Linked DNA regions of Sus scrofa: region 1 is linked to region 2. Evidence: chromatin contacts called from public promoter capture Hi-C data. All regions are on one chromosome and are shown on one strand. Each heading gives the region's core, a stretch centred on a gene start, on an enhancer-like site or on the middle of the called end of the contact. The rest is flanking DNA. Distances are from core to core; before and after follow the strand shown.

Evidence for each region. Promoter capture Hi-C pulls out the DNA fragments that hold promoters and counts their contacts.
Region 1: a promoter capture Hi-C map of liver shows a contact between it and region 2, with 3 times the contacts expected there. The contact joins the promoter of EPB41L4B here to the promoter of TMEM245 in region 2. A contact is called at or near these places in 1 of 5 promoter capture datasets (liver) and 3 of 47 Hi-C or Micro-C datasets (heart right ventricle and liver).

Annotation. Positions count from the first base shown.
Region 1 is chr1:250,366,737-250,370,234 of Sscrofa11.1, reverse strand. It overlaps EPB41L4B (band 4.1-like protein 4B), which reads left to right and starts at 1,338. Exons shown (of 27, transcript XM_021067313.1): 1 at 1,338-1,497; 2 at 1,500-1,687. The coding sequence starts at 1,389.
Region 2 is chr1:250,179,620-250,183,123 of Sscrofa11.1, reverse strand. It overlaps TMEM245 (transmembrane protein 245), which reads left to right and starts at 1,297. Exons shown (of 17, transcript XM_021067267.1): 1 at 1,297-1,936. The coding sequence starts at 1,349.

The DNA of each region.
Region 1 (3,498 bases), core at 89-2,588, 190 kb before region 2:
AATGGGAAGGGCTTAGCCCAGTGTCAGGCTCACACATACACACACATACCCAAAGCAGTGCTACTCTTCTCTGGAGGCCTGACCTCCTTTCAGCCACACTGGACAACCCAGTTCTCCCTGAGCCTGGACTTGAACTTGTCTGAGGGGCATTGTTTGTAAACACTTGCCTGTGCCTCCCATACTCGAAATGTGTCTGTCCTATACTACCCTCCTCTCTCTGCTTCCCAGTAACTTGTTCAGCCTTTACTAGCCTCCTCAGTTATGGCTATTTCTGCAGGCCTCTACCTCAATCGATACTGGACGCGAGTTCCTTGAGGTAAAGTGGTTTCCTGCGTAGTAGGTTGGAAAAGTACTCTGTCCTTGCTCAGCCTCTATTTCCTTATTAGGAATGAGTCCATTGGATGGCAGTGGCAGAAAAGACGCTTCTGGCTCTGAGATCGTAAACTGACAACTTAAGTAGCAGAGACCTTGTTGATTACCTAGTCCACTCCTCTCCTTTTCCGGGAGGGGAAACTTGAGGGCCTGGTGGAGCCTTCGCTTCAGGCTCTTCTCTCTCTGGCTTCCTGAGCAAGGATCCCCTAAGGGCAGGCGGCCCCTTTTGCCTAACTAGGCAAGGGGAGACTCTCAGGCGTCTCCAGGGCTCGGGGCGCCGGAAACACGTGTGTGCTCACCTACGTGTACACACGTGAACACACCTACAGCAGCAGGGGGCGCTCGGGCCGGCAGGGGGCAGCACAGACCCGGTTTGCAAATACCCGGCGCAGCCCCGAGGGAGGAGGGCGTGCTGCAGTCCCGGCGGCGGCGGCGGCGGCGGCGGCTGGAGGTGCTGCCTCCCAGGTGGGAGGCGGGGGCTGCGGGCGCAGGAAAAGGCGCCTGGGGAGCGGGCGCTCGGCGGGGCCTCCTCCGGCCCGGGCGCGACGCGGCGAGTGGGAGCGAGCGCGCCAGGAGCACGCAGGCGCCCTGCTCCGGCTGGCCCTCGGCCGGCGCGCCGCGCGGGAGCAGCCCGCAGCCCGCCCCCGCGCCCCCCGCAGCCCCCCGGGCCGCCCGCGGCCGGCCGTCTGTAGCGGGCCCTCCGCAGCGAGGACAGGCCGCCAGCCCGGGAGAGCGCGTGGAGGCGGAGGCGGCGGCGGGACGGCTCCGGGGCCGCCCCGAGCGCGCCCTCCCGCCCGCGGCCACTCGCAGCCGGCGCTGGCCGGGCCGGCGCGCCCCGCAGGCAGCCGGAGCGCGGCCTCGGCCTCGGCGGGAGCGAGCCCCGGGCCGCAGCCCGCGGGAGGCGGCGCGGGCGGTCTCGGGCACTGACGGCGTCGCGGGGCGCTCCCGGGCGGCGGCGCAGCGGCGGCGGCGGCGGCGGCGCAGGGGGCGGAGGCAAGGGGACGCCCCCAGCCAGGATGCTGCGGTTCCTGCGCCGGACCTTTGGCCGCCGCTCAATGCAGCGCTACGCGCGGGGCGCGGCAGGGCGCGGGGCCGCCGGGCTGGGGGACGAGCGCGACGGGGGCCCGCGGGGGGCCCGGCCGCCGCTGTCTCCACGCTGCCCGCCGCCCCCGGGGGCAGCGTGTTCCCAGCCAGCGGCGGGCCCCTGCTCACTGGCGGCGCGGCCGTGCACATCTCCGCCGCAGGAGCCTCCAAGGCCACCCTCTACTGCCGCGTCTTCCTGCTCGACGGGACCGAAGTGAGCGTGGACCTGCCGGTGAGTGACGGAGCCGGTCCGGGACACTGGCACCCCGCGGCCCCCGGGGCAGCTCTCCTTCCCCGATGCTTCCCTCCGGGGCACTCCCCTTGCACCTCTCCGGGATCCCCTCCCCCTTCTGCCAGCGCTTCCCTAGTCCTGGTTCCCTCTCGGGCCACCCTGTCCCGGCTTCTTCCGGGGGCCCCCATCCCTGGCCCGCACCCCTGAGTCCCAAGTCCCCGCCCCCTGGCGCGGGTGATCGGTGTTCCCCTTCCATCCCTTAGGTTCCTGCAGCAGCCTTCTTGATGCTGGGTTATTGGTTAGAAAATCTCAAAGCAATGCCTTGGGGTGGCCCACTTGCCCCCACAAAGTCGCCACCAGGCCTTGGTGTGACGACAGGGAGGAGAAGCCTCCTCGCCTACTGGCCGTCAGGTGCCCCAAGTTTGGGAAGGAGCCAGGGGACCATTTCTGCTCTCTCCTGATCCCATCTCGGCGCCCCCCGCCCCCCATTCCCATCCTAAAGGGCCCCCCTGGCCCGCTTCCTCACAGGGGGGTTGGGCCACTCGGGAGCTAAGTCTGGAATCGGCTCTCCCACATCAGGCCAACTTTGCACCGGCAGAGCCCCTGCTGGGGCGTTGGGAGTGGGCCCCGAGGTGCCCACGGCCTGGCGCGCCGGACTTTCTCCGAGGGTAGCGTGAGGGGAGCCGCGGAGGCACTCCAGGGCGGCTGCGCGGAGGCCTCAGTCCCGGGCCACCCGCCCACAGGTGGTTGCACCCCGCCCCCTCCAGCGGAGAGCTAGGCTGGCGCTGCGGTCCCCGCCAGGGCGGCCGGCTACCTACGTGTCTTTCTAGCCGAAGGGGCCAGATTGATCAAATCAAACCCGCACATTAATGGGGCGCCTACTGTGCACCCGGCGCTGCGGCAGACGGTGCCTTTGGGAATCTTTGGGTGTGACTGAGAACACAGGAACGATTGAGCTTTAAGATGAATGTTACCGATCATCCCGAGGGTTTCAAGGGAAAAAAGAAATAACCTACCGGCACTTCCAAAGACAGCATTTAGTGGGGGAAATTGGGCTTCAGGAGAGAACTGGAAACCTGTAAGGGTTCTGAATGGGGAAGTCAGAGCCTGCCGGGCCTGGGGTTTGATGTTTCCTTGTGTAGGTTTAATTTTGAGACTGTTTCAATTTACGGCAATTTTATTTTTGCGGTTCCTGGTGCTCTCCATGGAATATCATCTTGTTAGGATAATACCCTTTGGGGGCCTTTTTAATTCATGGAAAAGGGGCCCACATTCCAGTCTTAGAGCAGCTGTCTTTAAAATAGTATTCAAACGTTACAGCTTCCCCCAGACCGGGTTCCCCAGCTTTTTTATTCAGCTGGGAAAGGAGGCCTGAAGAGCCTGGGGCAGTGGAGAGGTGAGCCGGCTGCTTCTGGAGCGGATCGCTGGCGTATGGAGAGGATGGCGTATTCTGCATCTTCCGATCTGGGAGAGGAATGCTCTCCCTGGGAACTTTGACAGTGCTCATTGCTGATGGCTTTCTTGTCTATTCCCTGGGGGTGATTCGTTTATAGAATGTATTGCTTCTGTCAGGTGTGTGCGACAGGCTTAAGTGGTGTTTCTGGGATGAAAAATGCAAACCCAGTGAGATGCATGTGTGGTGAACAGACCTAAACAGGTGCCCCAGTGAATAGGATGGGGATGGGAATGCTGGCATGGGGGAGGAGGTCTTGCATCCTGAAAGCTTTCTTTACTTTATAAAAGGCTCCTTGACAAAAGAATCCACCAGGTTTTCTTATAATAGCAGGTTTCTTGATGCTTTCAGATACGAT
Region 2 (3,504 bases), core at 48-2,547:
TTCAAAGCGCTCACATTATGAATACTCGGTAAAGGAATTCCTCTCTCCCTCCTTTCTTCCTTCTTCTTCCTCTTCCTCCCCTTCCTCCTCTCCTTCCTCTTCCTCTTCTTTCCCTTCCCCACTTCCTCTATCTCTCTCTTCTAAATAAAAATGCTGTCCAAGGTGTTTTTATAAGTAGTAGGCTTGGATCCCAGGACCTTTCCAAGGGGAGAACAGGAGCATCCTGTACTGTCCCAGAGCTTCCTTTTTCTGTTCTAACACAGGAGTTTCTGTTATTACTCCATGTGTCAGAGGGAAAATTGGGATTGGGGGCTTAACTGACCTGACCTCAGGTCTCGAAATAGTAGCAGTTTGAGACTCTGACTTAGAGCTCTTTTAGGAGTTAAATTGCTCCTGCACTGACACCTACATGGTTGTCAACAATAGGTGCACATTACTCTTCTGAAGAGCTTTAAAAAATATACCAAAGGATCTCTTGTCAGACCCATTAATTGGCTGAGCAGGTAAGAAGAGACTTAGGAGCCAAACTCTGAGTTTGAATCCTGCCTCTGCCACTTACTAGCTGTTTACCTGGACAAGGTACTTTACTTCTTTGTGCCTCAGTTTTTCTTTTTGTAAAGTAGGGATGAGAACACCGCCTCCTTTGTAGGGTTGTTCTAAGGATTAAATGAGTTGATGAGAATAAAACATTTGTAGCAGGGTCTGCCGTGTGGGAATCACTATTTAAAATCCTGCCAAACGCATCAGGGCAAACACTATAAGTGTTTATTAAGTAAATCAACAAAATAGAATCTGGTGATCAGTCTTTTATAAGTAGTCCCTCGCGGATTGTAATGAGCAGCCTGGGTTTTAAATCTGTGAATGTAGTGCCTCTTTGGGGATTCCGCCTGACGAAAAATTGGCATTAACTACTGAATGAAGGAGTTTCGGGGTGGGGGTGGGGTCTTGTGTTTTTTTTTTTTTTTTTTTTTAATGACTATTCAGGGTATTTTTTGGAAAGGTTATCTGACATTTCCCCCTACCTTGTGACTAACATTGAGCTAGTATACATTGCTCTTATACTGTATTTGGTGGGGAGTAGTCTTTTTTGTTGTTGTGGTCTCATAAGATGTTGTGCCCAGAAACCTGTTACCTGGATTCCTCAGGGACCAATGAGCGAAGGGAACCCGAGGGCAAAGGAACGCGCTCTATTCTCTCTGGGAGTTGTAGTCCCCTAAAGGGCCTATAAGCGCACAATGGCCAGCTAGGAACTATAATTCCCATAATGCCGCGCATTGCCCGTCCTCCATCTCTCCCTGAGCTCCCTCCCGGCTTCCCAGTACCGCCTCTTGGCGGCTGCAGAGGTACCATGGCCGACGACGGCGGCGGCCCTGACGAGGCGCCCAGTCCGCGGGGCTCCCCGGGTCGGGCGCCGCGAGTTCAGCGTGCGGTCGGGCCAGGCAGCGGCGGCGGCTGCGGGGAGACCCCGCGGACGGCGGCACTGGCGCTGCGCTTCGACAAGCCCATCAAGCAGGCCTTCTACAACACCGGGGCGGTGCTGTTCGTGTGCCTGTGCTGCGGCGCTGCAGTGCTTGTCTACTTCATCCTCGAGGCCTTTCTGCGGCCGCTGCTGTGGGCGGTGCTGTGCGGCACCTTCCTGCACCCTTTCAAGAGTTCGCTGACGCGCCTGGGCCGCCACTGGCTACAGCGCCTGCATCGCTCGCACACGCCCATCGTGCTGGCCGCACTGCTGCTGCCACTCTGCTTCGCCGACTATGGCGTGGAGGCCCTGGGTGAGCAGGCGCTGCGCCGCCGCCGCCTGCTGCTGCTGCTTGGCGCCGGCGGCCCTCTCCTCTACGGCCTCTACAGTCTGGGCAGCTACCTGGGCGTGCAGGTGCTGCTGGTGCACGTCGGCGTTCTCATCTGCCGCGGGCTGGACTATTTCAGCAGCCTGTGGGTGAGTGAGCTTCGGCCGGGGGCCTCGGCTGTCCCCGCGGGCCTGCGTTCTCTTCACCACTCCCCCCAGTTCGCTGGCGTGCGAGTCTGCGGTCCCTTCGCACTCTGTAAGGGCGGCCAAAGGTCCACACGTGCAGGGCGGACACTGTTCGTCTTTGCCTTCTTTCCCGTGCGCGGGAGGAACTTTGCGCCCTTCCTCCCAAAGTGAGGGCGGGTGTAGTTTGAAACAGCCTCCCGGTCCCCAGCCCCTTTCATAGCCAGCCCTCTTAGCGGGACGTCTTCCCTGCGGGGAATCGCTGTTCCGCTTTGCAGTGCATCGACGGGTGGACAAGAATTTACTTCTGATCGGGGAGAGCGGGGCTCTAGCCGTCTTTATTTCTGCTCACCGGGGACTTTCCTGGGTGTTGGAACTGGAAGGGACCTTAGATATCCTAGTCCAACCTGTTATGCTACAGATAGGAGAGGTGACTTCTTACTAGCTAAGGCTAGTTAGGGACAAAGAGAGGAATGGATGACGCAGGTTTCTCAAGTCCTACAACAGAACTTTCTTAATAGTTCAGAGCTGCCTCTCAGTTCAGGTGATTTCAGTATATTTCGTGCCAGAGCATTGGGTGCTGAGCCTCCGGGGCCGCTTCTTCGCCACACTATTCTTGGGAATTACTTTTGTTGTGCAGGAACTGCTGTGTGACATCACATTTTCTCCCGTCTGAATTACTTAAGTAGTCTGGGTGAAGGATAGGTATATTTGTGATTCTTGGATCATCCTGAGCTTATTCTTAGAAAATTAAGGAGCTTTTTAGAATTGGAAGGGATTTCCTAACTCAGACCATATTGTAAATTAGTCATATATTTCACCGCGGACAAATATCAGTGGATATTTAATGCATAAGAATACTATTAAATCAATAATCAGTACCATTTAAAAAATATATTCACTTTTGTTAGTGTTCAGTGCACCTGGATATCAGGCTGCAGAATAATTCTCCTTACTGTCAAGCAGGTTTTTGACTTGCCTGAGGTTATTGACAGAGTTGGTGATTGATTCCAGAACTCCTGTCTTCTCTTGCTCTTTATCAGTACAGCCTCCCAGTTCAAATTAAAAGTTGAGTATATTGTTAGGTACTGGGCGTTTTGAGGGGTTTAAAAGGAGAAAGATGCAGGCTCTGTCTTCAAGGTCCATATTACCGTATTTGAGAGCATATTCTTATGGAGAAGACAGTCACACAAATACATGTTCATTACCCACCAATTTTGGGCCAGCAAGGTATTGTGGAGCACTTCATCCATAATTTTGGGATGCTGCCTGTATGCGCAACTGCTCAGCGATCAGCCAGAATCCTTGGCCTCCAATAGGCCTGAGTTATTTCAATTTTGGTAGGAGGGAGGGGTGTGGAACCACCCCCTTTCACCTCTTGGGGCTTGATAGATTGTCTGGTGGAAATGATCCTAGAATTAATTTATTCTTTATTGCCTAAAGCCTACCACTCTTCAGGAGCCGTTTCTGAGATCCTGAGAACGTGATTACCCTAAAGTTGCTCAGACTTTGAACAAATCCAAGGTTCACATTTA